Linked DNA regions of Pan troglodytes: region 1 is linked to region 2. Evidence: chromatin contacts called from public HiChIP or PLAC-seq data. All regions are on one chromosome and are shown on one strand. Each heading gives the region's core, a stretch centred on a gene start, on an enhancer-like site or on the middle of the called end of the contact. The rest is flanking DNA. Distances are from core to core; before and after follow the strand shown.

Region 1 (3,877 bases), core at 1,098-3,597, 170 kb before region 2:
TCCTGAAAACTCTCAGTTAAGTCATTATTGTTATTATTATTTTAGAGATGGGGGTCTTGCTGTGTTGTCCAGGATGGTCATGAACCCCTAGGCTCAAGTGATCCTCCCACCTCAGCCTCCCAAGTAACTGGGAAGACAGGCATGCGTTACCATGTTTAGCTAAATTGTTTTTATTATGCTGTGGTTATTTAAATTTACAAATATAAAGTAGGAAAAATGTGCTTTTATTTCTAGTTCTTATACAGCTAAAAAAAACCACAACAAATTTACAAATTAAATACAAATGAAACCACAAAATGAATACTATTCAATTAAAAATATTATAGTAATTTAACGTGACAAATGATGTATTTTGCTAAAACTGTCATCCGTCGTATTGTTACTATGGTGTTGCCTGCTATAGCTCAGCTTCTTTTGTGTTCAACATGCCTATGCCACCAAGTGACTCCTGATATCTTAATTTTCTCACCATTTTTCTCTGTTACAACTACCAAATAGTGCAATCTCATGATGCATTTGGCTTTCATTTTGTGCATGAAAGTATCATTGTCATTTTAAAACCACCTCTGTTCTTTTCTCATTATCCCAGAACAATAAAAGCAGCACTAAAACACACATGTAAATGTGGGTGCTGAAATTGTGTGGCAATACTGGGTTGTAAGGTGGTCACCCAAATAATTCAGAATATGCTTATACAAATCTAAAAAATATGAAAATGAAAATAAAATTAAAACCCTAGAGAATACATTCGCAGACATAATTTGAGAAAAACTGTTCAGGTCTGCTGGTTCCCAAACTTTCATTACTATCAAAGGCTCTAGCTACTGTGCTTACTTCCAAGAACCCCATTTATTTATTTATTTATTTATTTATTTATTTATTTATTCATTCATTCATTCATTCATTCAAAGGCTCTATTGTGCTTACTTCCAAGAACCCTATTTATTTATTTATTTATTTATTTTAGAGACGGGGTCTCACTCTGCCGCCCAGATTGGAGTACAGTGGTGCGATCCTGGCTCACTGCAACCTCTGCCTCCCGGGCTCAAGCGATTCTCATGTCAGCCTCCCGAGTAGCTGGGACTACAGGCTCCCGTCACCAGCCCAGCTAATTTTTGTATTTTTTAGTGGAGACAGGGTTTCACCAAGTTGGCCAGGCTGGTCTCGAACTCCTGGACTCAAGTGATCCGCCCGCCTCGGCCTCAGAATCCCATGTTTTAAAGAAGTTTGTCTCCTACACTGCATTTATAGTTTTATTAATCAGGCACATAGAATTACCATTTCGGAGCTTGTGATCACCATATGTAGTTATCACTCCAAGCTGCTTAAATTCCAGTCTAAAACAAACAAAACATTCTAATTATTCTGTGCTACCCTGACAAGGGTAAGTGAAAACTTTCCATTCAGGTTTGTAAGAACGAGCTCCCAGACCTCCACCTCTTCCCCTTGCTGCCTCTGAGGACTCTTGGAGGTCTAGGGAGGCCAGTTTGGGTTTTCTTGCTCAAGCAAAGTAGCCACCCCACCCAATTTGGAAGGATTAAAGCTTGTCCTAGTTTTGCTTCATTGTTGTACTTCTAGCATGCTAAAAAGCTAAAAAATGGGAGGAAGAAAATACAACAGAAGGCACCATTCCAGTACCAAACTGAAAAGAAACACAAAAACAAGAGAGCAGCATGTTTTTAACAGCTTGCGTGGAAAAAATATTGACTGGGGAGTTTGGACAGCACTGTTCATTTTCTCTCACCGCCCGCGTTATTTGTCTTACGGAGCAGGAGCCAGATACCATTCTGGAGAAAGAGCCGCGGGAAGAGGTGGAGGGGTTCTGTGGAAGTTTGAGTCTGAGCGGAGAAATTAGGGCTGGAGATCCAGTGGCTCAGGGCCAGGAAGAAGTCAGGGGAGGTGCTAAAGCCTTTTTCCTCCTGGCCTCGGGCACTCTCTTTGGTCCGCCTGAGTCTTAAGAGGGCACAGCGCAGACCATTCAGGTAGGTTCCTGGCTCCTTCAGACTACAACGAGCTGGATGAATCCCTGTCCCTGTTTCTTTCGGCTGGGGAAAGGACGCAGGGGTTCCATTCGCTTTCTCAGCCCACCCGTCTTCTTGAGTTCAGACCTACAACTCCTGCAGTGGGGGTCGGAAGGGAGCCTTAATCATCGGGACAGAAACTCGGCTCCCCAACTTCGGCTAAACCCGCGTGGCGGCCTTGGTCCCTACTGCCTGGGCGCGGGGCGGGGCCTGGGCGCGGGGCGGGGCCTGGGCGCGGGGCGGGGCCTGGGCGCGGGGCGGGGCCTGGGCGCGGGGCGGGGCCTGGGCGCGGGGCGGGAGGCGGTGACCAGCAGCAGGAGGAGAAAGAACATGGCGGGCGCATCAGAGCTCGGGACCGGCCCAGGAGCAGCGGGTGGAGATGGAGATGATTCGCTATACCCGATCGCGGTTTTAATCGACGAGCTCCGCAATGAAGACGTGCAGGTACTGGACTGAGGCCGGGGAGCCGAGGCGAGACCGGCTGGTCGCGTGGTAGAGAAGGGGGAAGGCCTGCGTCGCGGTGGGGGTGGCCGGGGTACTGAATGAGTCGGACTCGTAGCAGAAACTTGAAGGGGAGGCGGGGAATGCTCCGCGAGGGGCTGTGGTGACACGCCCCGACCCTCCCGGGTACCTCTCTAGTACCCTTGCTTCGGACCCCCTGAGGCGTCCGCCCGGAGCCTTGCCCTTCCCGGGCGGTTGTCGGGGAACCCGCTTCCCGCCTGGGCGCCCCATCCGGGCCGTGAGGTGGCCGCGTCTCGTGGGCGAGGGAGCAGGAGAAGCGCGGTGCCCGGCCGAGACGGGGCTGGAGCGGCTGAGGGGCGCAGGATGCCCAGAAGCCCTTTGAAGTGCCCCTGGATCCCTTCATCTCGGCTTGGAACTGGCTCGGCTTGTTGGGTAGAAAGCGGGGGTGGCATGGCCGATTAACCTGGACGAGTAGTTGTATCCGCTCTGCGGGAACTTTTCTTTGAAACCACAGGTGTTGTATTCAACCGTTTCACCTGCTTCACCACTGCCAAAGTGCTCTCTTTTTAAAATTATCTTACTTCCTAGGTGTTGTATTGTCTTTCATTCATTTCTCTTCCGGTCCCTTCTGAGTGTTTCTCCTGGGAAATCCTCCGCCGGCTAGTGAGGCCGAGTTACACTTCTTTTTCGAAGTCCTTATGAGCTTCCTTAACAGTAAAATCTAAATGAAAGGTTATCTTCATTCTTACCCCTGTGTCATAATTTCACCTGTTAGCACCTTTTGTCTTTTGATCTAAATTCAGCCGTTTCTTTACATTGTTCTTCTTTTTACTTTCTTTTCTGAAGCTCCGACTCAACAGTATTAAGAAGTTATCAACAATTGCCCTAGCACTTGGAGTAGAAAGGACCCGAAGTGAATTGTTGCCATTTCTTACAGGTATGTGAATCTTTGTTTAAAGAAAGGCAGGGACATTCCATTTTCCAGTAGCTTTCAACACTGACTTTTTTAGAGTTTGTTACCCACATTAAAATGAGCCAGGTGTTTTTTGTGCAAAAGAAACAGAACAGAGTATATTGTTAGTTGTGGCTAGATATATTCAAACATCAACCATTTAGCTATTGGGAAAGTAATTGATACGGGAGTATGAATTTCTAATTCGTTGTGCAAAGCAGATACAGGAAGACGGTTGAGAAGAAAGAAAATGCTGTTAGGATTTTGACTGGGTCACCTTCCTGGTCGCATAGTGAATCTGTTCCTAGTTTTGTGTCAGTGTCCACCTGTGGGAGAGCTATCCATGTTGATGAGTCCTGTTGTTGTCACTTCCAGATACAATTTATGATGAAGATGAGGTACTATTAGCTCTTGCTGAGCAGCTGGGAAATTTCACTGGCCT
Region 2 (3,405 bases), core at 773-3,272:
GAGAAAAAAATATTAAGAACTGATGGATTTGGAATTCAACCACACGATATACTACAGTTCAAAAGTTTTGTAGAACCTCTCTATAACTCACAATTTGTTTTTAGAAAGTCATTAAGCAAGGACTCATAAAACATGCATTTAAAATGCCTTCTTTTATGTAACTTAAAGGGAAATGGCATGGCATAGGCCATGGCTCTTCAGAGGAATGGAACCAATTTCTTCATTTTAAAAAATGCTGGGATCAGATTAAGATTTAACAATATCACTATAGTCAAGTTATCATTATCATTACAAACAATCTAAATTGCTAACTGGTAAATCTGTGAGAAGAAAATATCTGACCTTGGTCCTGATTCTAAAAGATAAGTCAGATTTGGACTGGTTCAGGACCAGCAGGGGAAGGCAAAAAGTAAAGAAGACAGAATGACATATACCCCTTCCTTTTGGAAACGGGATTAAGCAAAACTTCTAAGTACAACTGCAACTCCAAAAATCACTCACGTTTGCAAGTGCCCTTCGCCTTACATAAGTCATTCTGAAAAGAAGTCCTACTTTATTCTACACTCAAACTCTAGTACATTCGTACTAACAAGGGAAAAAGCAGAATAGGACCAAAACTGGAGGGCAAACAAACAGGAAAAGGATGAAACTCCAGGAGGAACTACAATAAGGCAGAGTAGAGTACGTCAAAACCACTAGGTTTTATTCTAAAGAATGGTTTTGTTTCTACCGTTCTTCTAAGGTATTTAATTTGCACGTCTTAAAATAGAGACCCTGAGGAGAGCAGCTTGAGGCAGTGGAAGGAAGGGGGGCGGGTTAGGTAAGAACAGAGACTTGTGAGAGAGTATGTGCGGTGCATTAGAATGTGCAATGAAGAGGGTGCAGGATTCACCGTCAGGAAGCAGTTGAGGGCTTTATGAGTAGAGGCAGAATCTGATATGGTTTAAAGAATGCGTATTACAGCCAGAATGCACACCTGGTACAGTGACAACCCTAGACAAGTAGAAGACCAATCCACCCACTGTGCAAATGCAGAGATGACCATTTTAACCAGTTCTATTGTCTGGGGCATTAAATGGAAATGCCCCAGGCAAGAGATCAAGCTAGCCAGACACCAAATCAGAGACACCCTGGGCCAAAAGGAAGGAGAGGAGATGGACAGTGGCCGTGGGGGTATTCCCAGCCATGGGGCCCTTCCTCGTCGGGCAGGGGAGGGGCGCCGGGGTCACGGGGGCCGCACGATCCCCCATCCGCGGAGCCCAAGCGCAGGCGGTCCCCTCCTCGGGCCGGCGACGTCTCTCACGGCGCAGTCTGGGAACACCGAGACTTCCCCTCCCACCCCACCCCCAGCCGAAAGCAGGGAAGACGCGGAACTTGGGCTCCGGAGCGGAGGCCACAGACCAGGTCACGGCCCGGGTGGGGGGCTCTGGGCGAAATTCCGGGTGGCCACCGGGGGTGGCGTAGGGGAAAGCAAAGCCCCGGCTGGTTGCGTTTCCAGTCGGACGACACTCGGGTCCGGGTGCCCGGGCCCGATCCCTTCGCTGCTCACCGACCCCCTGCACCTCCTGGGTCCTCACAGTCCCAGGCCCGCTCGCCTCCGCCAGTGAGGCGGCCTCTCGGGTCTCCCCGGTCCCACCACTGCGGCCGCCCCTCTCGGTAAGCAGCTCCTCTCCCGAACCCTCGCCTCGGACGCTCCCGCCGAGCCCCGGGCCGCACCTCCGTCTTGGTGATCCGGTGCCGCCCCAGCTTCACCACAGCGAAGTTGCCCTTGCCCAGCGTGCCCTCGATGTCGTAGAACCCCACCCGGACCGGCCCGCGCTGCAAGTGCCTCGGGCCATCCGCCATGACCATGCTGGGCCCCGCTGCTAGACACGGCGGACAGGAGCGCGGGCGGGCGGGCGGGAGGGTTGGCAGCGCGGCTTGGCTTGGGCGACGGCCGCTCCGCTTGCTCCTTCGCTCCTTCGCTCCTTCCCTCCCGCTCCGCAGGGCCCAGCCAGGCGCGCGCCGCCGCTGACGTGCGCCGACGTCAGGGGGCCGGGGCAGGGGGGCGGGGGCGGGCCCGAGCCTGGATTGGTCACCATGGCGACCGAAGCACCGCCGACGTCGGCTGCTGGAGAGTGGGGGACAGCGCACGGGGAGGGGCGCGAGCCTGGCCGGCGCGCTCCTTCCGGGCTCAGACGCCCTCCCCTCGCCCCTCCGCCTCACCGCTGTCAGGGGCGGGGTCGCTGCTCGGCCCGCTCCGTTCCTCGGCCTTCCAGGCGAAGGGCAAGAGCGAGCCCTGGCGGACCGTGCGGAGGGGTGCAGAGACCTGGATGCGGCCTGCGATCTCCTTCCCCGCCCCGGCGTTCTCCGCCCACCCGGGGTCCTTCCCGCCAAAACCTCTCACCTACAAGTACAGCGCGTCCTAAATTTGGCACCGGCAAAGAACTGTGGCTGAGCAATGCGTTGCTCACGGGCTCCTTTCTTTGTGTCCTTTTCTCTTCTCGTTGCTATATATAATAAAACCCTCCACGTTTTGATGTCTCCGAGGAGTCATTCTGACAGCAGTGCAGTCGCTTATAGACTCACAGAATGTCAATGTTAGCGCTGAAGAGACCTTGGAGATCACTTAATCCAGAGATTTGGAGCCTCATGTGAGCTTCGGAGTTTGGAACCCCCTAAAACACAGGCCAGTTTTTGCTTATGTGAGCATGTCTCTGGGGAGATGGACCGTAGCTTCTGTCAGATTCCCAAACGTGTTGGTGACTCTGAAAAAGTTTAAAAATATTTCTCGAATCCAATTTTTTTCCCCAAAGGACGAAGAAGACCTCAAGGAATAAAGGGAATTGCCTAGGTCACACAGGCAATAGTCGAGGTAGGATTATAAATCACACCACGCTTCCAAATGTGACTCAAGGAAACAGGGACAGTGACACCTCACTATTTTGAGATGTATCATATGCCTTTATATCTTGGTTTCTAAATACCATTCTCCACCTAAAGGAGCCAGACTCCGTGGCGAGATGGCTCATTCGAGGGCAGAGACAGGGAAAGTATAAAATGCCCTTGAAAGATCCTGCTGCTTAAAGCAAGGAGATTTCTTGGCTATGTCAAGGAAGATATGTCAAAAGAAAGCAGATGGCTCGAAGGTGCTCCCCCCTTACCAAATCTGAGACAGTTTGAGTATCAGGAATAAATAATGGGCCGGGCTTAGTGGCTTACGCCTGTAATCCCAGCACTTTGGGAGGCTGAGGCGGGTGGATCACCTGAGGTCAGGAGTTCAAGACTAGCCTGTGTGAAACCCCATCTCTACTAAAAATGCAAAAATTAGCCGGGCGTGGTAGTGGGCGCCTATAATCCCAGCTACTCGGGAGGCTGAGGCAGGGAGAATTGCTTGAACCAGGGAAGCAGAGGTTGCAGTGAGCC

The links. HiChIP or PLAC-seq counts read pairs in DNA pulled down with a chosen protein or histone mark.
Region 1: an H3K4me3 HiChIP or PLAC-seq map of stem cell-derived excitatory neurons shows a contact between it and region 2, with 8 times the contacts expected there. The contact joins the promoter of PPP2R1B here to the promoter of SIK2 in region 2. A contact is called at or near these places in 5 of 7 Hi-C or Micro-C datasets (blood, induced pluripotent stem cells, a lymphoblastoid cell line and 1 more), 1 of 1 datasets of contacts at active chromatin or transcription factors (stem cell-derived excitatory neurons) and 1 of 1 other capture datasets (stem cell-derived neural stem cells).

What each region holds. Positions count from the first base shown.
Region 1 is chr9:113,748,688-113,752,564 of NHGRI_mPanTro3-v2.0_pri, reverse strand. PPP2R1B (protein phosphatase 2 scaffold subunit Abeta) reads left to right here and starts at 2,347. Exons shown (of 16, transcript NM_001280173.1): 1 at 2,347-2,465; 2 at 3,330-3,420; 3 at 3,811-3,877. The coding sequence starts at 2,352.
Region 2 is chr9:113,581,927-113,585,331 of NHGRI_mPanTro3-v2.0_pri, reverse strand. SIK2 (salt inducible kinase 2) reads right to left here and starts at 2,022. Exons shown (of 16, transcript XM_016921975.4): 1 at 1,717-2,022. The coding sequence starts at 1,851.